2 separate regions of the Callithrix jacchus genome follow, and region 1 is linked to region 2. The links are chromatin contacts, called in public Hi-C maps. All regions are on one chromosome and are shown on one strand. The core of a region is the stretch at or near the end of the contact, and the rest is flanking DNA. Distances in the headings are between cores, read along the strand shown. Region 1 holds the start of FAM124A (family with sequence similarity 124 member A). Region 2 overlaps FAM124A (family with sequence similarity 124 member A).

What was found. Hi-C and Micro-C count contacts between places; a contact is called where the count stands out from the background.
Region 1: a Hi-C map of induced pluripotent stem cells shows a contact between it and region 2, with 1.8 times the contacts expected there. The contact joins the promoter of FAM124A here to the enhancer-like site in region 2. A contact is called at or near these places in 3 of 3 Hi-C or Micro-C datasets (induced pluripotent stem cells and skeletal muscle).

What each region holds. Positions count from the first base shown.
Region 1 is chr1:64,725,724-64,732,742 of calJac240_pri, forward strand. FAM124A (family with sequence similarity 124 member A) reads right to left here and starts at 3,486. Exons shown (of 4, transcript XM_035297705.3): 1 at 3,281-3,486. The coding sequence starts at 3,348.
Region 2 is chr1:64,683,393-64,689,679 of calJac240_pri, forward strand. The region is part of intron 3 of FAM124A (family with sequence similarity 124 member A); the gene reads right to left. Among named protein-coding and RNA genes, the nearest start is that of FAM124A, 43 kb to the right of the region's middle. Within about 2 kb of position 4,774, at least 3 of the 16 cell types and tissues checked have an H3K27ac peak or open chromatin away from gene starts, as enhancers often do. A contact at or near this core is called in skeletal muscle, where this site is marked.

The DNA of each region.
Region 1 (7,019 bases), core at 2,236-4,735, 41 kb after region 2:
GGAAATCTTTCCTCACCCCACTCTCCCCTTTAGCTACTGCCTATTTTTGCCTCTTTTTTTCCAAACAAAGGAATATCTGTCTTCTCTTCACCTTCTACTGCCTTCTAGAGCCACTCTAATCTGACTCCTGCCTCCACCACCCTACTATCAAATATCACTCTTCCTTCACTTCATCATCTCCATTAAAATACACTTCATGTTCCTCATCTTCGTTAGTTTCTCAGTAGCATAGCTGATCTCTCCTTCCTTTCTCAAAAACTCGGACCTCCCTTGGCTTCAGTGATTTATATATTCTTCTTTCTTTGACTCCATGTCTACTCTTTCTTAGGCTCCTTTATCAGCTCATTATCATTGACTGGCCATTTAAATGTTGTAGTTTCTCAAGGCTGGTCTTAAAGAGCACCTGCTGCACAGAGTTGTTGCAGGATTTGAGAGGTCCATATATAAAGGCTTAGAACAGTAGGCGACAGAGTAAATGCTAAGCACGTGCTTGCTATTAACTTCAGTTGATTTAATCTCTCCCAGGGCTTCCATTGCCATTTTTAGGTAGTTTCCAAATGCAATGTCATATAGACCTCCCTTCTGAGTTCCAGACAGATATATCGAACTGCTGACTCATCATCTTTACTTGGATGTCTCACAACACTTCAGACACACACAGTGTGCTGAAAATGAAATGTCTCATATCTTGCCAAACTTGGTTTGGAAGAGATCACCAGCTACTTTGAGAATCTGATAAAAAAAAATTAGTTGTCTTCTCATACAAATTCACAGGCACATCATTTTGCATACAACTTGAAGCAATTCATGGACCCCAAATTAAGGATCACTGCCTTAGCAGATGTGTCACTTGAGCTGAGTCTTGAAAGAAGAGTAGAGTTTCACCTGGCAGACAGGCATGCCAGGTGGAAAGGGCAGAGCTGGCAAAGAGGGCAGCTTGACAAAGGCAAGGCTATAGAAAAACTTGTTGGATGTGGCTAGATACAAGGCGCAAAGAAGGACCTGCTGAGAAACAAGGCCAGGGAGGGAAGAAGGGACTCCGTATCAGGAGTTGGGATATACATGTTAAATTCCTTGCATTTGTAGATGACAGAGCCATAAAAGTTTGAAAAGGAGAGAGACATGAGCAGATGTACATTTTAAAAAATGATAGGCCAAGTGAGGTGGCTCACACCAGTTTGAGACCAGTCTGACCAAATGGAGAAACCCCATCTCTATTAAAAATCCAAAATTAGCCGGGCATGGTGGTGCTTGCCTGTAACCCCAGCTACTCAGGAGGCTGAGGCAGGAGAATCACTTGAACCCAGGAGGCAGACATTGTGGTGAGCCGAGATCATGCCATTGCACTCCAGCCTGGCCAACAAGAGCAAAACTCCGTCTCAAAAAAAAAAAACAAAAACACAACAAACAATAACTAACGACGGCAAACACTTATTGAGTGCATTCTATGTGCTTTCTACACAATCTCTGTGAAAGCTGGATAGGTAAAGGATGCAGGGCAAGCTCCAGAAAAGAAAACGATGAACAGCTTTCTGATAATTGAAATTCAAGGGCCCTATGAATAGATGGCAAATAAGACTAATAAGCATATATTGAAACGATTTTATTTAAATGCATGCTATTTTTCCTTTAAAGATGGTAGTGATACAATAAGAATTCTTTAAACAATTCTGTCCTGCTACAACTACACATTTTAGTGACAGAGACTGAGAACAGAAGCTCTGGTGTCAGCAGGGCTGGTGAGCCCCTCCCAGGAGGCCTGGCAGCTGTCATGCTGATGTCCAGATCCTGGGGCCACGTCACCCCCTGAGTCAGGACTTCCTCTCCCTTCTCTAAGACAGAGCCCTTGAAAAAGATATCAGTTTTAGGTGAGCTCTGCAAATTGAAAATGAGCAGACTAATGAACGCTTTAACACAGCTACAAATGAGCTGGTTAATTTTGCTTTGTTTCTTCTATTCATGGTCCAGCTAACTAGTGGCAGGAAGAAAAAGCCAAGAATCTTCAATTAAAGTTGATAAATGCCACTTACACAAAGTGTGGGAAGAAGCAAGGGAGTTTAGCATTTAGCATCAGGTTACTCCACCAGATTATAATTGGGTGCTGTAGAGAACTATGGATGAGCTTGGATAACAGAGAAAGCCCATTTCTGGGTGAATGCCCTAGAGAGTAAAGTCCCACATTTGGGCTAGGAGTGGTGGGGCAGGAGGGGCTGTATGGGGAGCTTCCCAGGGGTTGGGTTAGAACTCTGGATTGATCGTGGGCCTGGATTCTCTACCTGCCCTCACAGGGTTGCCAAATCCTGAGATTAGTCTAAAACCTCTCCGACCTTCCAGGAATGAGGCTTTCTGTAGTCTGGGCAGCTCCTGCCCTCCCCCAGGATTACTCCAAATAGGAAAAGACACCCTTTCCTCCGGGGTCAGGACCCGCGGCCTGGATGTGGTGCTGACTCTGCACCGGAAAGTCCTCTAGAGATAGGGGCTGCCTGGAAGCCTTTCTAACGACATTCATCTCCTAAAAGGCATTTGTCTTTTGTTCAGCTCAGGAAAACAGTGTTGTTGAGAGAGAACTAATTCGTCTCCAAAGGTTTGAGTTCATTGTTTGAGTCCGCTGAATCGAAGAGAATATTAAAAAAAAAAAATCGGTGCCAAATCCTAACACCATCTCCATCCCGCCGGTACCACAGGCCAGCGGTTCGGGCTGGGACAGGTGCACTTAGAGGTGAGGAAGTTCGGCGGGACTGGAGCAGTCGAGGAGGGGGACTCGGCAGCACAGATTAAAGTCCCACGATAAAGCCATAAAACGAGAAATGCCATCCTCCTAGCCGACTTCGGAAAGACTTTTAGGTGCGGGTGTCCTACCTTGCTTTTCCTCCTCTCCCCATCTCCAGGGCCCGACTCCAGGGGGCTCCGGAGCTACAGGAGGAAAGTCCCCGAGGTGGGGAGGAAACAAGTGCAAGAGCATTTCCTGACCCTATTGATGCTGAAAAGGGGTCGTTGCATCCACCAGGCGCTCCGCATCGCCTCACGGGATGGCTGGGCTTGCCCCTGAACCTTGAGTCTCCTCACTTTCCTCCCCTAAGGTGGGGCCCGCCCCGCCCCGCTCCACTCGGGGCAGCCAGGGATCGCTCGGCCAGTCCAGGAGGGAACGGGGGAATCCCACAGGAGGGGAAGCCCCACATGCCATCCCGCCGCGGGGATCTAGAGGGTCCTCGGCTGGGGAGGAGCCGCCGTGTAACTCGGAGAGCGCCCCCCGCTCGCGGCCCGGCCCCGCGCGGCTCACCCTCCAGTCTCCGCGCCCGAGTCCACGCAGTCGTCCTCCTCGCCGCCGCCGCCCGCCTTCGGGTCCATGATGCCCGTCCCGGCCGCGCTCGGGTCGCGAGCGCCGTAGTGACCCGGGGCGCGCTCCCTCCCGGCCGCCCAGCACTAGCCGGCCGGGTTCCCTCCGAGCGTCTAGCTGCCGGGGAGCCAGCAAACAACTCGAAAGACAGCCGCGAACCCCGCGCCGCGCCCTCTCCCGGCAGCGCCTGGCGGGGCACCCGCGGCCGCGCCCGCCCCGCCCCTCGCCGCCCGGCGGGACCCGCGGGTGCGCGCGAGCGGTGTGCGGGTGCGCGCGAGCGGTGTGCGAGCGCGGGGAGGGGGATAGCGTGTGCGCGTGAGTGGCCGAGGTGTGTGATGTCGCGTGCATCTGTGGATGTGGTCCGATGTGCACTCACGCTTCCACGCGCCTGTGGCTGTGCTGACCGCGTGTGTGTTGTGGGGGGCGGGGTGATTGTGCACACGAGAGCCTCTTCTCTGGCCCAGTCCCACAGTCCAGGAATCCCTAGCCCCAGGGCTTGCCCCGAGGTTCCCCAGCTCCTGATCTGGGAGGAGCATTGAGAAAATCAACCCCAGGCATCGTGAAAGCTGGAACGATTTGTTTCCTTTTTGGGACCACTTTGAACACCTGGGCGTTTTCTTACAGTTTCTGAAGAATTGCCGACACCAAATTCATTATCACCTTTCTCAGCACAGGACTGAGTGGCATCCCACCACCCTACTTGCCGGTTTACAGTAGGTGTCATGCGTTCTTTTGCTACTTAAAAAAAAAAAAAAAAATGCCTTTAAAAATAATCTAAAGAGCATTGAATGAACTTGCAATTCACGGATTGCTGCAGCAAGGGGATAACCTCAGGGTCAGTTAATGATCGTGATTGGAAGGGCTCACCTCCTATTAGGAGGGTAAAGAGGGAGGCAAGTTGCAGGGGTGGCAGGAGGAGAATCTGAACAACTTGAATTTAGTTCTGACAGCCCTGTCCAAGCCATTGGGAGGAACTGTCCTTACTGAGCCTAAAATTCCTTGCACCCCAAACGACAATGGGCATATTTGTGCTCATTAGCTGAAAGAAAGAAGCGTGCCAGTTCTTCAGGGGAGATTTCTCTGCCCATCCACTGATTTCTAAAAGAAAATTCTCAAGTGGGGAGAGGAACATCGTGAGTGATATATTGCACAATGCCATTAATGATCCATTTTTAATGTACTGATTCATTCAGTAACTAAATGCCAAACGGGAGGGTGAACTCTGCATATACAAATGAGAGAAAACAGCAACAGGTGCGATCCTTGCCTTCATGGCTCTTACATTCCAGAGGAGAGAGAATTAAACAATTCTGTGCATATGTGTGTGTATATATTTATTATTATTATATGTGTATAATAAAATGGAGACAAACCACCATGGAGGAAAAGAATATGTGCCCAAGAAAGAAAGAACATAATTCAAATTGTGAGAGAGCAGGGAAAGCTCTCTTAGGAAGGGATACATGAGCCCTCTTCTGCCTCAGGGCCTTTGCACTTCCTGTTCCTTCTTTCTGGGATATTTTCTCCCAGATTTTCTGCAAGACTCCCTCCACATTTCCTTCTGTTCTCGGTTCAAATGGCCCCTCATCAGGGAGGCCTCCCTGGCTAATCCTACATCACAGTATCCTCTTACTCGACTCTATTTCTTTTCTTTTCTTTCTTTCTTTCTTTTTTTTTTTCGACACAGAGTTTTGCTCTGTCACCCAGGCCGGAGTGCAGTGGTGTGATCTTCGCTCACTGCAACCTCCACCTCCCAGGTTCAAACAATCCTCCTGCCTCAGCCTCCTGAGTAGCTGGGATTAAAGGCACACACAACCATGCCCAGCTAATTTTTGTGTTTTTAGTAGAGACAGCGTTTCATCATGTTGGCCAGGTTGATCTCAAACTCCTGACCTCATGATCTACCTGCCTCAGCCTCCCAAAGGGCTGGGATTATAGGCATGAGCCACCATGTGAGGCCTATCCCAATTCTATTTCTTAGCACTCTACCAGGAGCTGGCAGATGATAGATTTATTTACTAGTCACCTGCTCTTTCCTTCCCACCCCTACCCCTAATGTCAGATTCATCAGAGCAGAGACAGAGTGCTTTTTGTTCTTGCTGTGTCCCTAACACCTGGAATGGCCCCTGGAGCAATGGGCGTGTGTTGAGTGAGTGACAGGGAAGCAGCCCTAGTGCAAGTTAAGGGGTGAAGAGGTGCTCCAGGAGGAGAGAGGGTGAGGCAGGTGTGAGGCAGGATGGGGCCCTGAGCATTTAGAGGGGAAGTGATGGCAAGTTGGGTGACTAGAGCTATGTAAAATTGCAAAGACGGTAACAAGATGTTTGACCGAAGTGTCACCTCTGGAAAGTCACCAGTAGGCCATTATAGTGTATTTGGAAAATAGATAAAGACTGTCAATGAATCCAAACTAAAAGGAGTAATACAAATGGCCAAGTAGGTAAGCAAAATAAACATTCCACCATTTTTTATCCTACAGCCATGAGGGAACCTGTGTGTGGGAACAATTCAAACTGTACCTCATTTGATCCTCAGGGAAGTGCTGTGAAGTAGAGTTATTTTCTATTTTACAGTCAAGGAAACTAAACCCTACTGAGTTCAAGTGCCTTGTCCCAGGACACACTATCAGTGAGTAGGAAAGCCAGGTAGTCCACTTAAGGTGGCTGGAGTCTGTGTCACTTACCTAGAAGGCTGACTAATGGGCCATTTGAATCCTCAGGAAGATGGTACTAAGAAAAAGGTCAGGAAGAAAGGAGGAAATCAGCATGACTTTTAGAAGATGAGCTTTGGAAAATGAGTTGCTATTTACTGATTTCTGCCTTTCTCAAATATCCAGAGAAAGGGCAGGCCAGACCAAAACCCCGAGCCACATCTCAAAATGATGCATTGATTCAGGTTCCCTTCGCCCACAGGCGACACAAGTGTTATCATTCATCAGTGGCGTAGCTGTCTAATGGCAACTCAGTGATGCATTTATTATATGGAAGAGAAACTTAAACAGTATCACTGTATTCTAGTGATGCATGGGGCTTCTGCTTCAGTTTCCCAGGGTTTTATAGTCTCACTTCATTGTTTGCTTGTTTTGAGACAGGGTCTTGCTCTGTTGTCCAGGCTAGAGTGCAGTAGTGCCATCATAGCTCACTGCGGCCTCGACCTCCCTGATACAAGTGATCCTCCCGGTTCAGCCTCCTGAGTAGCTGGGGCTACAGGCATGCCCCCGCCCAGCTAATTTTTATTTTTATTTTTGTAGAGAATAATATATTTCCCAAGCTGATATCAAACTCCTGACATCAAGTGATCCTCCTGCTTTGGCCTCTCAAAGTGCTGGGATTATAGGCATGAACCATTTCCCCGGGCCCATTTTTTTTGCAGGGGAGGGGTATAAGAGTTGTTGGCAGGGAACCAGCACAAGAACCTTGAAGTCATCACTGCAGGGTATCTAGCCCCTAAACTTGCGTGGTTCCCACACTCCATATTCCAGCTCTTTAATGTCAGTCTCTAATTGTGGGGGTACAAGGCCCACCACCCCTTTAAGACGGGGACAGAGGAGTGTCACTGCTCTGCTTAGGGTATCTTGACTGCTGCCCTAAAGATATTCCTATCAAAGCCTGAGGGCAGTGTTGGGGGAATACTGAGGTATGGCGGGAAGTATAACAGGCCAGGAAGCCTGAAACCTGACTTCTGG
Region 2 (6,287 bases), core at 3,524-6,023:
TCATAAAGCTTTATTTACAAAAATAGGTGGTGGGCCAGATTTGGCCTGTCTTTAATTTGTTGCTCCTGGTCAGTTGCTTTCTGTACAAACTTCTAAAAACCAAGTTTCCCACTCTCTCTGTTTCCCTTTCAGCCTGGCCATCTCCCTCCTGCTCCTTTCTTAGGGCCCAGGCCTACAGCATCAAGTCTTGGCCACTTGGTGACTCAGAATGATAAAGACAAGAGACAATCGGTGAGGGCAGGAGGGGAGTGTGGTTTAGGGACTCTTGATTTGGTAGGGAGCAGAGGGAAGGTGTGCTCCCAAAGCCAACCTACTGACCTCGTGTGCCCCCAACTTCCTTGTAAGAAGGTAGGGGAAAAAGGATATTCTGGTTTTGCTGAACTGGGCCACCCAGCATGCTGTGAAGGGGGAAGTGGCTGGTCTCACAGCTGGAACTTCTCTGAACTTTAAGTGTGAGATACTTATCACCATTTGTGCTTTTTGGCCTGGACTCCAATCACTAATTCAGGGAAAACTGAGCCCTTACTACTTCACATAATTAAAAACTGATTACAGGCCAGGCGCAGTGGCTCACACCTGTAATTCCAGCACTTTGGGAGGCCAAGGCAGGTGGATCACAAGGTCAGGAGTTTGAGACCAGCCTGGCTAAGATGGCGAAATGCTATCTCTGCTAAAAATACAAAAATTAGCCAGGTGTGGTGGCGGATGCTTGTAATCCCAGCTACTCAGGAGGTTGAGGCAGAAGAATCACTTGAACCCAGGAGGTGGAGGTTGCAGTGAACCGAGATCGTGCCACTGCACTCTAGCCTGGGTGACAGAGCAAGACTCTGTCTCAAAAAAAAAAAAAAAAAAAAAAAAATCACGAAAATTCAAAAGCGGTGCGATTGCAAGGCTGAGCTAGCTGACCATATCAGAGAAGGATCCACACCTAAACTGTGGTAACACCAGTGAGTTAGGTCTCCTCAACACCTTCACAACCTTCCTCTGGACTTGGGCAGGTTATTTTACTGCCCAGACTGCAGCTGGCCATCACAGTCCCCACCTAAGCGTCCTCCACCCTGGCCACCTACACCATCATTAGAATCAGCGAATACAAGTATTTGCCAGGAAAGATACTGGCAGAGTCTTCAAGGCTGAGATTGTCATGAAGTCATGGCAAGAGGAACAGAAATGAGAGCAGAATTTATTGTATTATGTGGGCCAGTACTTTGCAATCCTGGTTACACATAAGAATCACCCAGGAAGCTTTAAAAAGAAAAAAAACCAAAACCCTCTCCAGAGCAACTGAAACAGAATCTCTGGGGTGGGTCCCAGTCATCAGTTGAAAAGCTCCCCAGGTGATTTGAATTCATGTGCAGCCAGACCAAGGCCAGCTTCCTGATTTTCCTTCTGCCTAGCCGGCTTGACTTCTCTTGTGCTGGGGCCCTTCTCTATTTTTATGACCACTGAAATTATTTTATTCTGAATGACCTTATATTTTCATGACTACTTTTCAAAACTTAAATACCCTCCTTTTTACTCACTGTGAACTAAACTCTTACAACCTCCCAGCTCCAAAAATCTGTGATTCTGGAAAGCCGTAAAAATGGAGACCTAGAAAAATCGTGCCCGTATAATATGCAGTGAGAAAGCCAGCGGGAGAGGTGGCACCAGCATGCAGGAGTGTTCCTTCCCTGTTGTCTCATCCCCTAGGATGGTAACTCCTTTAGCATTCACATTTTCCCCTCTTTGTATACAATTATCTTGGCTAAAGTATGCTGAACTTGTCCTTTCAATTAATCTCTGTCTGGAACATGATATGGATAATGGAAAATATGGAGAACAAGTTTCCACTGCCACATTCCCCTCTCAGTAAATTTTTATTTTGTTCTTATCTGCAAATCTGTTTAAATAACAAAACTTGCTTTTTAGCCTTGAATCCTCATCAGTTCCACCCATTTCTATGGCTTACATAAGTTTGCTTTTACAGTATTATCTGTTAGCTCACTTAAAACAGAGAACTATTGAATATATTTATACTGCTTATGCCAAAAACACAGGCTGCCTCTAGGTCAGAAGAGATCAACTAACCACCCACAGAACAAAGATCCAGGCTGAACAAACGGTCCATCCAGCCTTCCTCAGAATACGTCATGGCCGTTGTAGATTCTAAAGAGTAACTATAGGTCTAATCTTTTCCATAAATCTGCGTAAGGCGGGAGAAGGTTGGTTGTTGAGATTAGCCTTGTACTAACAATACCTCTTCTCAGCAAATAGAATTTAGGACAGCATCTCAGAGTTCCATGGGTTAGTAAGATGCATGCCAAGAACAGGTCAAGAACTTGCTGTGGCTATTCTATTAACTGCAAAGCAGGAATCCTTAGGTCTCCTGGCCAGAATTCTGTGTGGGCTTTCTTGAGTGGTAAAAAGCAAGTAAGAACATTATAAATTTAAAAAAAAATCCAATCTTTGAAGTGCATTTAGTATTTAAGACACAAATACAGAAACAGAAGGACCTAAAGATGGGGCAACTTGATAGATGTTCAAAGAATATGTCCACTAACTAAGCATAAGCATCTTCATCAGAGACAAGATGGGATGAAAATACATTGTAAAGAACAAGTTATGTCAAGTTTGCATTTTCAGATATGGCAGCAACCTCATATATAGTCAGTGGGCTATTTGCCTGAAGTACCAGCCTCCTAATCTGCTGGGAACCCTAAGGCTAGAGGATGATCTGGGCCTGGGGTCTCTGGTTCAGACTGGGCCCACACTGGAGTTGCAAGGGGCCTTCAGAGAGACAGCCCAGAACCCCGTGTCCACAGGATCTGGGAGAACCCAGAGTAAACAGGTCATCTTCAGGAACACTGTGGGTGAGAACCGGTCCCCAGAACTGCTCACTGATTCTAAACTCACCCAGGACAGTAGCTGTACCTGAAGTAGTCCTGGCTGGGGTTAAATTAACCCTCCATTAGTTACTTAGGGTGGAGGTTTATATAATCAGATAAAATTCTGGAATATCAAGGTAGGTTTTCTGATCTGCTTTTGGGCACACAAAAAAATAAAAAACAAAAAAACTTTTAAAAATTAGCATTTAATTAATTAAAGTTACCAATTTCGAGCTCAATTTTCCCTTCTCACAAATCTTATTCTACTAAGTCTAGCAAATGTTAACAATTATTTTTTAAAAGGGCTTTGTAGCTTAATTTCCTTTAACATCTTAAACTTCATTTATGTTTAATGTATTGATTTTCTTTTTAAGTAGTTCATTGGTCTCATTAATAAATAAAATTTTAAAGTACTCATGTGACTCTTATAAATCTGATGAATTCAACATATAAACATGGTGACAATTAGATCCTGTTTCAATGTTACAAATTTACTAAAACTTTGCTGTCATATCCCTCAACTTAAAAGTACAAATCTAAATCAATTCTAAACTACATTTCAAATTGGAATCACAAGGTTGACCTCTTGTCTTAATAGGCCAAATTCTCCAAAACACAACAAATTCTTAAAATACCAAACATGAGCAAATTGTTTCTCAGCTACCACAAAATGTTAACATCATATATTTTTACTGTATTATTTCTATTAATTCTAAATTTTTCTGGGATTAGGTGTCCATTAAGGAGGTAATTATATCATTCCCTACAGTTTGGTATTGCTTTCCTAGCTCACTGAGGTTGCACACGGACAGCAATTCTGGCCAGGGGGTATCCCAACAAGGAGGGACACACAGCAGCCTCTTTTATGGTTTCTGTAACAGGGATTCAGAACAGAAGAGGCTGTGCACACAGCCCCTCTCTGCACTTGACTCAGATTGTGGCTGACTTCCATATCACAGCTTCATTGGTTCTGCACGTCTCTGTTTCTCCTAAGATGCTTACATCTCAGTTGGATTCTGCCTGTCTCTTGAGGCTTTGCTGCCTCTGTAGCCCTCTGATAATGTGGTGTTCCTGAGTTAATGGAAGAGAGGAGCTGGTTGAACCTGGAAGCCCCAGATGTTTGCAATGTCCCATTTGAGAATGATACTAGAGGAGCAAGCCCAAACTAGCCAGGCAACTGAAGAGAGCAGCAGGTTTAGGAAAGAAAGCCACTAAAGGTCCTCATGACTTGGGAATCAACACCATTAGACTTCAGCGGACCTTGGAAAGCAATCTGCTTTATTGGCATCTGGGCCCTAAAACATGGTGTCCTCTTGTGGCCATGCGTAGGCCTGAGGTCCCATTTGTACCTGTTCAGGCTACAGGACCCTGATCCTGCCATCTGAGTGACTGAGCCTGGGTAGACACCTGACCTAATGAAAAGCAGCTAAAAGACTGAACTGAGCCAACTGGATTCCCCTCTCCTTAGTAGTGTGAGTTGGGTTTTGACTTTCATCCATTTCCTCTAGTGAAAAGGAGATTGAAGACCTCTTTTTGTTTTTTTAAAAAATATGACATTAAGAGAAGGTTATACAATTATTTCTTCACTCAGTAATGACCAAGTTCTGGAAACTTCCTCGTTGGTCCTGTTATTTCTTCAACTGTTCTCATTACTCCTTTCCATTGCCCTTTCAAAGGAAAGAGGTCAGAACTGACTTTGTCCCCTGAGACTGTTTTGTCAAGGACAGAACTCACACTATTAAGAAGAGAGATTTAATGACCTGAGGAGATGCCCACAACTGCAGGAAAGCAGCTGGGGCACACGATAAGTGGATAAGTGGAGCCAAGGGTTCAGAGGCAACAGGGCCTGTTCTTTTCTTCTCTGGCCTTCCCTCTGCAGGTCAGCAGCCTTCCTCTCAAGCAGAATGCCTTTCTGTCCCTGGTGGAAAACACAGCTGCTGACGACTCCCCAAGCGTTACATGGAAGAGCCAACTTTTCTTTCCCAATTCCAATCCCCAGTTCCTCGGGACATATTGATCCACTGACTGCAGCTAGTGAGGCGGGACTGGGTTGTTCTAACAGGGCACTTATGTGTGAATGGGGTAGGAGGCTCTCAGTAAAGGAGTACTGGAAAGGGAACATTTTAGTTGGCCACAATATGGAGCTGACCAGTGCTGAACATTAATAGAAGGGTAGCTTAACCGTTATACTCAGATCATTGCTTAGGTGGTTCAGGAATAGCTGTTTCTCTTAAAACAGCTAGATTACATTTCTCATTTACATTGTTCAAAAAGAATCAGAAAAAGAGAACACTTTTAGAAAAAATCTTATTTACATGAAAGCTATGTGACAAGAAATGTATAAAACTTAATTTCTTGGAAATGTATAGGAAATGAGCCGATAGCAGTAGCCTAAAGATTGAGGTGTGACTTCAGTCTCACAGTTCAGGCATTTCCTTTGCTTCTCAATTTCAGGACATTATTATTATCTCTTGAGGTCCAGAAAAATCTATCTGCAATTTCCTACAAGTATTTCAGATAAGCAGTATACTAGGATCAGACTAAAATGACATACATTCAAAAGACTTTTAATTCCTTTGTATATTTTGTATAATATGTAATGTAAAAGCAAGGGAAAACATTTGAAAATAAATCTGGTCATTTCTTCCACAGAAGGTTTATCTACATGCTTCCAGAAGTTTTTGGTTTGGATTACTAGTGAATCTTAGCATGTGTGAGGACAATAAGTGCTTGACTCAAGTAACTAAAAATTCTTAGGCTTTGAAGGTTTAATAAACAGTGATTTGAGAAACAGAATCAGCCTCCTATTATAAATTTTACAAAGGAGGTTGAACCCATTTCCCCCCACTGGCTCTCTTGATACACTATATAATTTTTATTACATCAATGGTTTATTGTCTGCCTGCCCCTGCTAGAATATAATTTCACGAGGGCAGGGACTTCTGTGTTGTTTACTGATGTATTCTGAGCTCACAGAGCCTGGCACGGAGCAGGCACCCAATAAATTGGCTGAATGGACAACTGGTTAAATTTAGGCATGACATAAATTCCTCCTGACCTAAAGATAACAGGTCTTTGTTGATGCCAACAACTGCCACAAGGGTTAATGACAGTAGCAGATGCTGTGGCAGGACTTAGTCCTGAGTGTCACTACGAGGGCAGTGGTGCGTGGTGGAAACCCGAGGGCTCTGTGTGAGCAGAGGCCAAGGAACATGGCTATGCAGGAGGCAGGCCCCCTTCCCAAGTAGGTGGCCTTGTCTTTCAGGATAATTCGCAAGCTTCCTGCCCTTGCCACTTCCATTCTACTTACAGACATTTTTACAATTGCTATAAACTTGCGGTGTTGTTACTGACAAGTCATCAGTCTCTGTGGCTCATAATGGGCCCCATCACCTTCTAAAATCTAGTTGTCACGTTCTG